3 separate regions of the Mus musculus genome follow, and all the other regions are linked to region 1. A link is a contact called in public Hi-C and HiChIP or PLAC-seq data. All regions are on one chromosome and are shown on one strand. The core of a region is the stretch at or near the end of the contact, and the rest is flanking DNA. Distances in the headings are between cores, read along the strand shown. Region 1 overlaps Cmip (c-Maf inducing protein). Region 2 overlaps Cmip (c-Maf inducing protein). Region 3 overlaps Cmip (c-Maf inducing protein).

Region 1 (3,087 bases), core at 437-2,936:
GGCTACAAATTACTACTTGGGGGCCAGTTGGTGAGCTCACCTGTGCTGCATTTTGCTTACACGGGTCTGGCCCACCCTCCCCAGTGAAGCCTTAGCACTGGGGGGGGTGGCTCTGTGTGCTCGAAGCCCTGTGCTTCCTGTCCGTTCTCTGGGGTGTTCACAGTCATCCAAAACCAAGGAAATGGAGGCAGGGGAGGCTTAGCTACGCCCAAGGTCACAGTTTACACCTGTTTGAGCCGGGCTTCAAAGTGGAGGCCCAGAGTTCTGCCCTCACCGGCTTATCTACATTTACGCTGACTGTAAAAACTTCCTAATTATTAGACGCCAGTAAAACAGTTCACCTTTGGACTTGGGTAGAAAGCCATGCTCACGTGTGTGCTTATGTCAACATAAGGCTTTTACACACACACACACACACACACACACACACACACACACACACAGCTGTCTCCTAGAATACTGGTCATCACTGATTTGAAAATATTTCCTGAATGACCTCTTCTGCCAGGCCAATAAATTGAACCAGTAGATGGCTAGCTTGTTTGTAACCCTTTAGGTCTCTTTAAGTCCTGCTAATAGCTGTGAGCCTCCCCAGGGACTGGGGCCAGCTGCCCTCCACTCTGTCCCGCAAGGTACAGAGAGGCTCTGTGGAGCTAGGGAGGGGAAACCAGCGGAGAAAGCCCACTGCTGAGCCATGTGCCAGTGGGGGGCTTCCAGCCAGGTGTCTTGGGGACAGGGGCTGGCAACCATCCTCCAGACAGGATGAAGGCATCCCACAGGGGCACTGCGGATGAGTATAGGGTATGTCTGCCCGTACCCTTTCTCACCCTGCCTAGCCAGTCTTTCAATGATTAACTGTGAGACCTTGGCACCATGTGTCGCCTACCAGTGACAAGCAGAACTCACCTCTCTTGCTTGCAGTAATGATTCCAAACACACTGCCCTCCCCTCATCGCCCCCCTTCCCCGGCCGTAAGGCCTCTCTGTCTCTTCTGAGCCTCCTTTGCTCTCTTCTTAGACCTTTATGTCCCAACCATCTGAGAGGTTGGCCCTCCCCGCCTCTTCCATTTATTTCTTGTTTCCTGCCTTAGCACTTATCGGAAGTGAACAGGCCTGGTGTTTTTATTTTGTCCCTGTCTCCTCCCACTAGGAAAGCTGGGGTTTTTTTGCTTGTCATCCGTGTCCTCCCCACCCCCCACCCCAGATGACACACATTAGGTGCTCATTGAATAGCTGCACTGTGAACAACTGAATCCCCAGAGCTCTGCGGGCTGGGCTTGTTGAAGTCTGCCTGCTGAGTACAGGCGGCCACCGAGTGCCTGACTGTTCTTACTGATGTCACCCTACAGTTTCTGTGTGGAGGCTCCAGAGCACACAGAGTGGGGCATGTCTGTGCAAGACAGCGAGGAGGGCGCTAGCCTGAAGGAGGCGGAGGGCAGAGGTCTTCCCATCCCCGTCTCTGTCTGTCACTGGGAGACTGGGACACGGGGTGGGCTGGGGTGGCATCTTTTCATCTTGCCTCCTGCTCCCCCACCCCAACTCCCGACAAAGTAGGAGAGGTACCCCGTGGCTGCTAGCCTCCACTGTCCCCTTTGTGGATAAGAAGGGGCGTTTCTCTAGTCTGCGGCCACATGTCTGAGTCTGGCTTCCTGCACCTGGGCACGTCCCAGGCAGTCTGTGGCCAGGCTGTGTCTCCTGGCCAGGCCTTTCAGGAATGTACCCTTGCCAGGCTGGCTGTGAGAATAAGGCTGTGCCTGCTTGGTCATTCTGACGAGTGTGGGACGGTCCTTGGTGTTCTCACCAGAAGTGCAGAATCTCTGCAATTCTTTGTTGTTGTTTTTTGAATTGTATGGGTGTCTTTGTTGAAAAGCACTTGGCTAGGCTGTCTTTTTAAGTAGAGAACCCGTTGGTGTGTGCGTACATCTCTACTTTTATTCCATTTTTAGACAGGGTCTCTCATTGAACCTAGAGCTCACCAGTTTGGCCGGCTGCTCAGCAAGCCCCAAGACTCTTATTTACTACTTCTGTCACCAGGATGCAGTCATGTACTGCCCTGCCCAGCTTTTTTGTGGTTGCTGGGGATTTGAACCTGTGTCCTCATGCTTTGTTGGTAGACATTTTATTAACTGAGCCACCTGCCCTGCTGATCCCTTTCAGCTCTTCTTCCTATCAAGCAATGTCTGTCTGTCTGTCTCTCTCTCTCTCTCTTTCTAAGCTTCTTGATTTTTGTTTAAAAATATTTATATGTAGAGAAGTTTTACATTTTTTCCCAGTTGTCAGAGGCTTGTGTGTCTTAATTAGTTAATTAGTGGCTTAGAAAATTGTTCTAATTAGAAATGGTTTGAGTATATATGTGTGCCGCCTGAGTGTACGTCCACGTACCATGTACATTCGGTGCTTGCAGAGACCAGAAGAGGGCATCAGACTTCTGGGAACTGGAGTTGAAGATGGTTGTGAGCTGCTGTGTAGGTGCTGGGTCCTTAACCCGGAACCTTTTGCAAGAGCCAATCTCTCTAGCTCCAACTCCTCCAAGTTTTAAGGTCAAGCAAGCATTACTTGTTCTTAAAAAGGGGGATTTGGCCGATGTTAATCTAGAGCTGTTTTGCTGTAAGGAGCGAGGCACCCCCCCAGTTAACTTGAGTCACTCCTATTTTCTGTTTCTCTGCAGCTTTGGGCCATCGCTACTCTCTGTCCTCTACAGTTCTTCCAGGACTCCCGGGGACTGTTATTGCCCAGGACTCACTGGCCTTGCTTTGACACTGTGCTATTTTGCTTATTCCGCATTCACAGTATTTTTTAGTTGAATTCTTTCATATGAAACATGAAGGAATAGAGGGGTCAAGTCACTTGCCTGAGGTCACACAGCTAGATGGAGTGGCTCTCCCTGTTACCTGTTGTGCCTCTCCCTGTTGGCTGTGTGTCCTGGCCAACCTAGCCAGTCCCTGGGTTACTTCTTGGTGTTTCTTATTCCTTATGGAATGCTATTTCTATTTTAAAAAGAAATACTTGGCTGGGCAGTGGTGGCGCATGCCTGTAATCCCAGCACTTGGGAGGCAGAGGCTCTGAGTTTGAGGCCAGCCTGGTCTAC
Region 2 (3,087 bases), core at 383-2,882, 100 kb after region 1:
TTCATGGCAGTCCCACCTTATTGTGGCCTTGTTACAGAGGTTTTTGGGAAACCGGCCAAGCTGTTGTTTGAGCTCTCAGGAGATCGGGCTTGTCTCACCAATGGCCTTCTGGTTTGTTGTTTGGTTGGTTTTGTCGCTGTTGTTGTTGTTGTTGTTGTTGTGTTTTCAGTTTGCTGTTCTGAGACAAGAGACCCACTAGGTAGCCCAGACTAGTCTGAAACTTGGGCAAGCATCCTCCTGCCTCAGCATCCCAAGTGTAGAGCGATTCATTAATCTCTGCTCAGCGCTGCCTCTTCCGGCTGCCAGGGCTGAACCGCACTCACACTTGGCCATTTCTCTTCTCCTCGTCCAGTCGCGACAACTCCCCCAGCCTGAAAGAGATCCGAAACGGCTGCCAGCAGCCATGCGACCGAAAGCCCACCTTACCTCTGCGTCTGCTGCACCCCAGCCCGGACCTGGTGTCTCAGGAAGCCACATTGTCTGAGCCACGGCTGAAGTCGGTGGTTGTGGCCTCCAGCGAGGTCCACGTGGAGGTGGAGCGCACCAGCACTGCCAAGCCGGCGCTGACCGCCAGCACGGGCAACGACAGCGAGCCCAACCTTATTGACTGTCTGATGGTCAGCCCAGCCTGTGGGACCATGAGCATCGAGCTGGGCCCCCAGGCCGGCCGCACGCTCGGTTGCCACGTGGAGATCCTCAAGCTGCTGTGAGTACCCTGGAACTCACTGTGGGGAGGGCGGGGTTTGGGAGGCTGGTCCTGCTGCCAGCCGGTGTTCTGTAAGGGGCTTATGCGCATGCTCCTGAGTCCTATGGGGTAGGTATATGCGCATGCTCCAATTAGACCAAACTGTGCGGAGGCAGGTGTGTCCCCATACTAGGGAAGCTAAGGCAAGAGGATGACTACAAGTTAAAGGACAACCTGGGTCTTATATAGTAGGTACTAGGTCAGCATGAGCTACTGAATGGACGCTCTCAAAAAAAAACCAAAAAGCACGTGTATCTGGGAGTTTGGGTCAGGGTTCTCCAGCATCCTGTAACATCACCAGCCGTTTAGCTAATGTCCTCAGTCGTGGGTACACGGCAACCTGAGTTAGGGTTCAGAGGGTGGCGGTGTCTCCAGCCACTTGACTCGTAAACCAGAACAGGGGGGTGGGACATGTTGGGGTCCTCCGTGTTCCCAGATAAGGACCATGGTGTCTAAAGTCGGATGTGTATACATGTTACACATGGTGACACACAGAACTGGGTACGTGTCCCCCAGGTGGCACTAACTGATCTGTGACGGTACTCCCTCCTGTAGTTGAGGGAGACAGTGGAGGCAGCAATCATCTATCTGTGCTTCCTGTTGCCCTTGAGGGGAGTAGGGGACCGGCAGAAAATCAGTGCCAGACTCTTGTGGCCCTCAGCTGAGGCCAAGGGAGGGTATAACTCAATCTACAGATCCTACAGCCAAAGGGAGAAAAATTCCAGAATCCTTTCCAAGCATCTGAGAACTGAGCTCGGATCTGGGCTTCCATAAGGCAGGGAGGAGTCTCGTTTCTTTCCTGGCCAAACCCACAGCACTCCAAGCCTCCCCGGGCTCTTGGCTGTGGACTCTGGTAAGCTACATTTCCTGGTAGCAGCCGTCCAGGCCAGAGCCTTGGGCTGTTTCCCAGGGGCCACAGCACAGGCCTCTTGCCATCTGGGTTCTTTGCAGGCCTGAGAGACATCACACCACTGACAGAAGTTAACTCCCTTACAGACATTCATGATTGAGTACTCCTTCCTGCTTGGCCAGACCTCCTGCGTGCTGCAGCTCCCAGGGTCAGTGGTCAAGAGGCCATGTCCAGGTTAAGAATAGTCTGATGAAGCCAGGCAGTGGTGGTGCACGCCTTTAATCCCAGCACTTGGGAGGCAGAGGCAGGTGGATTTCTGAGTTCGAGGCCAGCCTGGTCTATAGAGTGAGTTCCAGGTCAGCCAGTCTTCAAACAAACAAACAAACAAACAACAACAAACAAAACCAGTCTGATGAGCCAGGAAGAGTCCCACCAAGCTCGCTATTAGGTGTCTAGTCTCTAGGCTCTCAGACTCGCTAGATCTCAACAACCCCCTGCAGCTTAGAGGGCTCCTGTGTGTTTTGCATCAGGAAAGCAGGTTTAGGTGTGGTGGATCTGGGTGTATGGCCCTCAGGTGTCACTAACTAGTCTGTGACATGAACTGGTCATGTGGCCTCTCTGAGTTCAACCTAGCTCCAGCCCAGAGCAGACACTTCCACACACAGATGGACACCCAGTGTGTGGGAGGCACCAGTCACAGGGTAGTGTTTCCTGTCCTAAGATAAGAGTCAGGGTAAGGTACATTGCTAACTTCTTGACAACTTAGGGAAAGAACACTGTGGCATTCAACAGGCACAAGGTTGCCGAGAAATGGGTGTCTAACAGACAAGGCTTTATCTGTTGAGTAACATGAGACAGTGCTCTGTCTCCTCTAGGCCTCGGCTGCCTTGTCTTGTACCCCTCTGTGGAGGGCTGCTGTGAGATTTCTGTAATGGGATGATTTTTCCCCCTTGTACTTTGGTTCTTGGTGAGAGTAAACTGTAGCGTAAAGTACAATCCAGATGAGAGCTAAGAAAGAGAAGATGGAGCCAGGAGTGGAGATGCAGACCTTTAGTCCCAGTATTCGGGAAGCAGGGGCAGGCTGGTCTATGAGTTCAAGACCAGCTTGGTCTACGTAGTGAGTTCCAGGACAGCCAGGGTTATCTACAGTCTTGTCTCAAGAAAACCAATAAAAGGAAAAAGGAGAGAAGATGATAAGCTGTGGAACGGAGGCATCGCTTCACAGGACCTTGTGAGGGTGAAGAAAACCCCAGTCAGAACTCTGGGTGCCACTGGCTGCAGGGAGGATGTTCGTGTGGCCAGCCAGTCAGTGTGTTGTTCTTATCAGTTACAAGTTCCCCAAGGCAGGCTTTTACATCGCTGGAATGTGACACCTCTAAAATGTCAACACAAGCCTGAAGACCCTTGAGAAGGGATGTATTCCAAAGACACATCAGAATTGATCTACTTTGGGTTGGCTGGGAGTAGGCCAAGTTGGCCAAGACCAGCTTGG
Region 3 (3,087 bases), core at 378-2,877, 75 kb after region 1:
CAGCCAGCCATGTTTGCAGAGTTTACATGGGGGGGGGGGGGCGGCAGTGCCACGTTTGCCGCATATATTAACAGTGGCTATTTCTGGATTATAGGATTTTTGAGGTTTTTTTTCTTCCTTCCTTCCTTCCCTTCCCCTTCCTTCCTTCCTTCCTTCCTTCCTTCCTTCCTTTCTTTCTTTCTTTCTTTCTTTCTTTCTTTCTTTCTTTCTTTCTTTCTCTCTTCTCTCTCCTCTTTGTGCTTTTCAGTATGGTTTCAATTTTCTTTAAAATGAGTGCCTATCATCTTTAGAGGAATAAGTAATTCTTCCAAACATAATAGCTTGCAGCTGGCCACCAAAATGGTTCCACGTTGAGAGCTTCCACCGAGCACAAGGGGAATCTGCTGTGGGGTTGCCCTGAGGATGCATTGTCCTGGTGATCGGGGTGAAATTAAAATAAATAAATAAACAAATAATGATCTTTTGACAAGGGCGTGGTTCTCTAGTACACATTGAAATCTGTGAGACCGGAGACCGGAGCTCAGCGGGCAGAGGTGGGAGGTCAGTCACCAGCAGCCAAAAACGCACGAGTGATGGGTTCAAAGTAGCCTATTTGGATCAGGGTGTATTTTGTCATTGAAGTAAGAGAGCTAGGGACACACTCCTGAGCGCCCTCTTCGTCAGCGCAGCCGATTTAATGGTCACAGGAGTGCTCTGCCCCAGTGGAACTTGCCATGCCTCTTCTGTCTTCAGAATGTACAAACCTATACCCGATTCGGTTCTCTTCCACCCTCTGTGCTGTAGCCGGTGCCAGCCTCAGTGGGTCAAGGAGTGCTGTGGAAAACGGAGGCTCTAGCACGGAGCCATGAGGTCAAGAGAGAAGGGGGTGGGGGGCGTGGGGCTGGTAGGCCAATGAAGGAACTCGAGGGAAGAAAGGGATGAGAGGGAAGAATTTAAAAACACCACGGGGAGGTGGGTGTGCTGGAGCTCGCCTGTAATCCCAGCACTTGGGAGGTTGGAGGCACATGGATGGCACAGCAAGTTCCACACCACCCTGGGTTGCTTGACACCGTACTGCAACAAGACAGAAAGATGGCTTATAGATACAAGTTTTATGCATACGATGCAGGTAGCACCAGGAAAGCAGAGTGCATGATAAGAGACGGGTGTGCTTTTTGTGTCCAAAGAGACAAATTACATGTCAGAGTTTCTGAGACTGGGACGAATTTCTCTGCCTAGAGATGTGGGACATAGAGCCCTAAAGGTGAAAAGGTTTCTTAATGGAGTCATTCTTACCCTGGTTCCATCCCCATCCGCTTGGGCTAGGATATGCCCTCCAGATACTTCCTTTTGAGCCCGGGTCATAAAACCATTGTATAATTCTTAATTCAGAAATGTCCCAGGAAGACCCCAGTGACCTTCAGGTTGAGCCTGGGTTATCAGTGAGGGCCGCTCCCTTTCTCTTTCCCCCTCTCCTCCTTCAGTGTTTGACTCAGAGTTTGTGGCATGTCACCTCCGCTAGCTATTGGCATGGGATGTCCTGACTCTTAAGATCCGTTTAAGCGATGAAGTTTATTCTGTTGAGAGTCCCAGCAAGCCGGGGCAGCATGGGGCCAGGCAGGCAGCCACAGAGACAGAGACGGGAGGGGAGTGCTTGGCTTGGACCTCCGCCCTCCATGGACTCTGTTTCCATGATGTCAGAGAGGCGGAACTAAGAAGAGTGCCTCAAATCCAGGAGGCCACAGCCCTGCCCTCCATTCGGGTTTGGAGGCAACACTGAGCGAGGTGAGCATGCCTCTGTTTTCCTTGCCTGGTTTCCTCCTGGGCTCGCTCCCCACCTGGCTGCAGCTGAATTCTGGCCTTCATCCTCACCATCCAGCTCTTTGTCTGAATGGCATTTGCCAAGAGACCTCATAGGATCCACCTAGGCAGAAGACACTCGGCTCACAGAAAGCCTTCTGTGGGCCGGGAACATTCCTGTTCTTACTGTGTTTGGCGACTTGGGGACTGAGTTTGGCGGAGGACCCCACGTTAAAAAAAAAAAACAAAAAAAACAAAAAAACAGTTTTCTAATTCCTTTTTATGTGTCATTGGGAACAGGGCGGGAAACTGCCGTTCCGTTCCGGCAGGGTGGTGTTCGTTCGGAGCCTGCCTGTCTGCAGACGCACCCTTGACCTTGGATGGAGTCTGTTCCTTTCTTGATGTATCCATTTCCTTTTGGGGAAAGCTCAGGCCAGGTTGACAACTTCCCAGGCCCTTTTCACCCCAGCCAGAGACATCCTTTGGTCATCTCGAGTGGTTTGCTAAGTCAGTGATGGATTACCACCTCTGTCCTCCTCCCCTCTCTCTCTCTCTCCACCCAGAAAAAGATTTACAAATACAAGAAAGTCCTGAGTAACCCAAGCCGCTGGGAGGTTGTCTTGAAGGAGATACGGACGCTGGTGGACATGGCCCTCACGTCGCCTCTGCAGGATGATTCTATCAACCAGGCTCCGCTGGAAATCGTCTCAAAACTGCTCTCAGAGGTAAGATGCATGCCCCCCACCCCCAGCCGGCCGAGCCCCCCACCCACCCCCATCCTCTAGGTTGTCTGTTTTTACTTCCATCTTGTATTCAGCCCCATCTGGGTGAGCAGGAGAGATCTACCTACCCGTGGTGTGCCATCCTGCAGTGGTTACTAAGGAAGCCAGTGTTTCTCACCAAGCTTGCTGGTTCTAGTTGGCCTCTAAACTTGTCTGGAGGCTTAGGGGACTGTCACTTTTGCTAAGCCCTAGGTTAAACGCACATCTTGGATAGTGGCTCTGACAGCAGCCGCTGCAACTCCCAGGGTCAAGTGCCAACTCTGTAGACCTCTAAAGACCCAAAGCAGTGGGTTTCATCCTTCCTGATACTTGGACCCTTTAATACAGCCCCCCATGTTATGGTGACAACCCCCCCCCACTGCCCCTCACAGCCATTCAGTTATTTTCGTTGCTATTTCTTAACTGTAGTTTCACTGTTCTGAATCGCAATGTAAATATCTGTTTTCCAGTGGTCTCTGGTGACCCCTGTGAGAGGTCTATTTGGTGACCCCCCCCTCCTCTAGGGGGCCAAGCCCCACAGGTTGAG

The links. A called contact is a pair of places that touch in the nucleus more often than the background predicts. HiChIP or PLAC-seq counts read pairs in DNA pulled down with a chosen protein or histone mark.
Region 2: a contact with region 1 is called in a Hi-C map of liver, with 1.6 times the contacts expected there. The contact joins two enhancer-like sites. A contact is called at or near these places in 3 of 484 Hi-C or Micro-C datasets (Th1 cells, bone marrow-derived macrophages and liver), 4 of 115 datasets of contacts at active chromatin or transcription factors (embryonic stem cells, microglia and pancreatic cancer cells) and 4 of 9 other capture datasets (adipose tissue, embryonic stem cells, liver and 1 more).
Region 3: an H3K27ac HiChIP or PLAC-seq map of embryonic stem cells shows a contact between it and region 1, with 5 read pairs. The contact joins two enhancer-like sites. A contact is called at or near these places in 2 of 484 Hi-C or Micro-C datasets (embryonic stem cells and nephron progenitors), 3 of 115 datasets of contacts at active chromatin or transcription factors (bone marrow-derived macrophages and embryonic stem cells) and 2 of 9 other capture datasets (adipose tissue and liver).

Annotation. Positions count from the first base shown.
Region 1 is chr8:117,333,960-117,337,046 of GRCm38.p6, forward strand. The region is part of intron 1 of Cmip (c-Maf inducing protein); the gene reads left to right. Among named protein-coding and RNA genes, the nearest start is that of Gm51554, 20 kb to the left of the region's middle. Within about 2 kb of position 1,687, at least 119 of the 459 cell types and tissues checked have an H3K27ac peak or open chromatin away from gene starts, as enhancers often do. A contact at or near this core is called in adipose tissue, embryonic stem cells and liver, where this site is marked.
Region 2 is chr8:117,436,214-117,439,300 of GRCm38.p6, forward strand. It overlaps Cmip (c-Maf inducing protein), which reads left to right. Exons shown (of 21, transcript NM_001163262.1): 10 at 353-706. Among named protein-coding and RNA genes, the nearest start is that of Gm39260, 14 kb to the left of the region's middle. Within about 2 kb of position 1,633, at least 23 of the 459 cell types and tissues checked have an H3K27ac peak or open chromatin away from gene starts, as enhancers often do. A contact at or near this core is called in liver, where this site is marked.
Region 3 is chr8:117,408,919-117,412,005 of GRCm38.p6, forward strand. It overlaps Cmip (c-Maf inducing protein), which reads left to right. Exons shown (of 21, transcript NM_001163262.1): 4 at 2,343-2,504. Among named protein-coding and RNA genes, the nearest start is that of Gm39260, 13 kb to the right of the region's middle. Within about 2 kb of position 1,628, at least 33 of the 459 cell types and tissues checked have an H3K27ac peak or open chromatin away from gene starts, as enhancers often do. A contact at or near this core is called in adipose tissue, embryonic stem cells and liver, where this site is marked.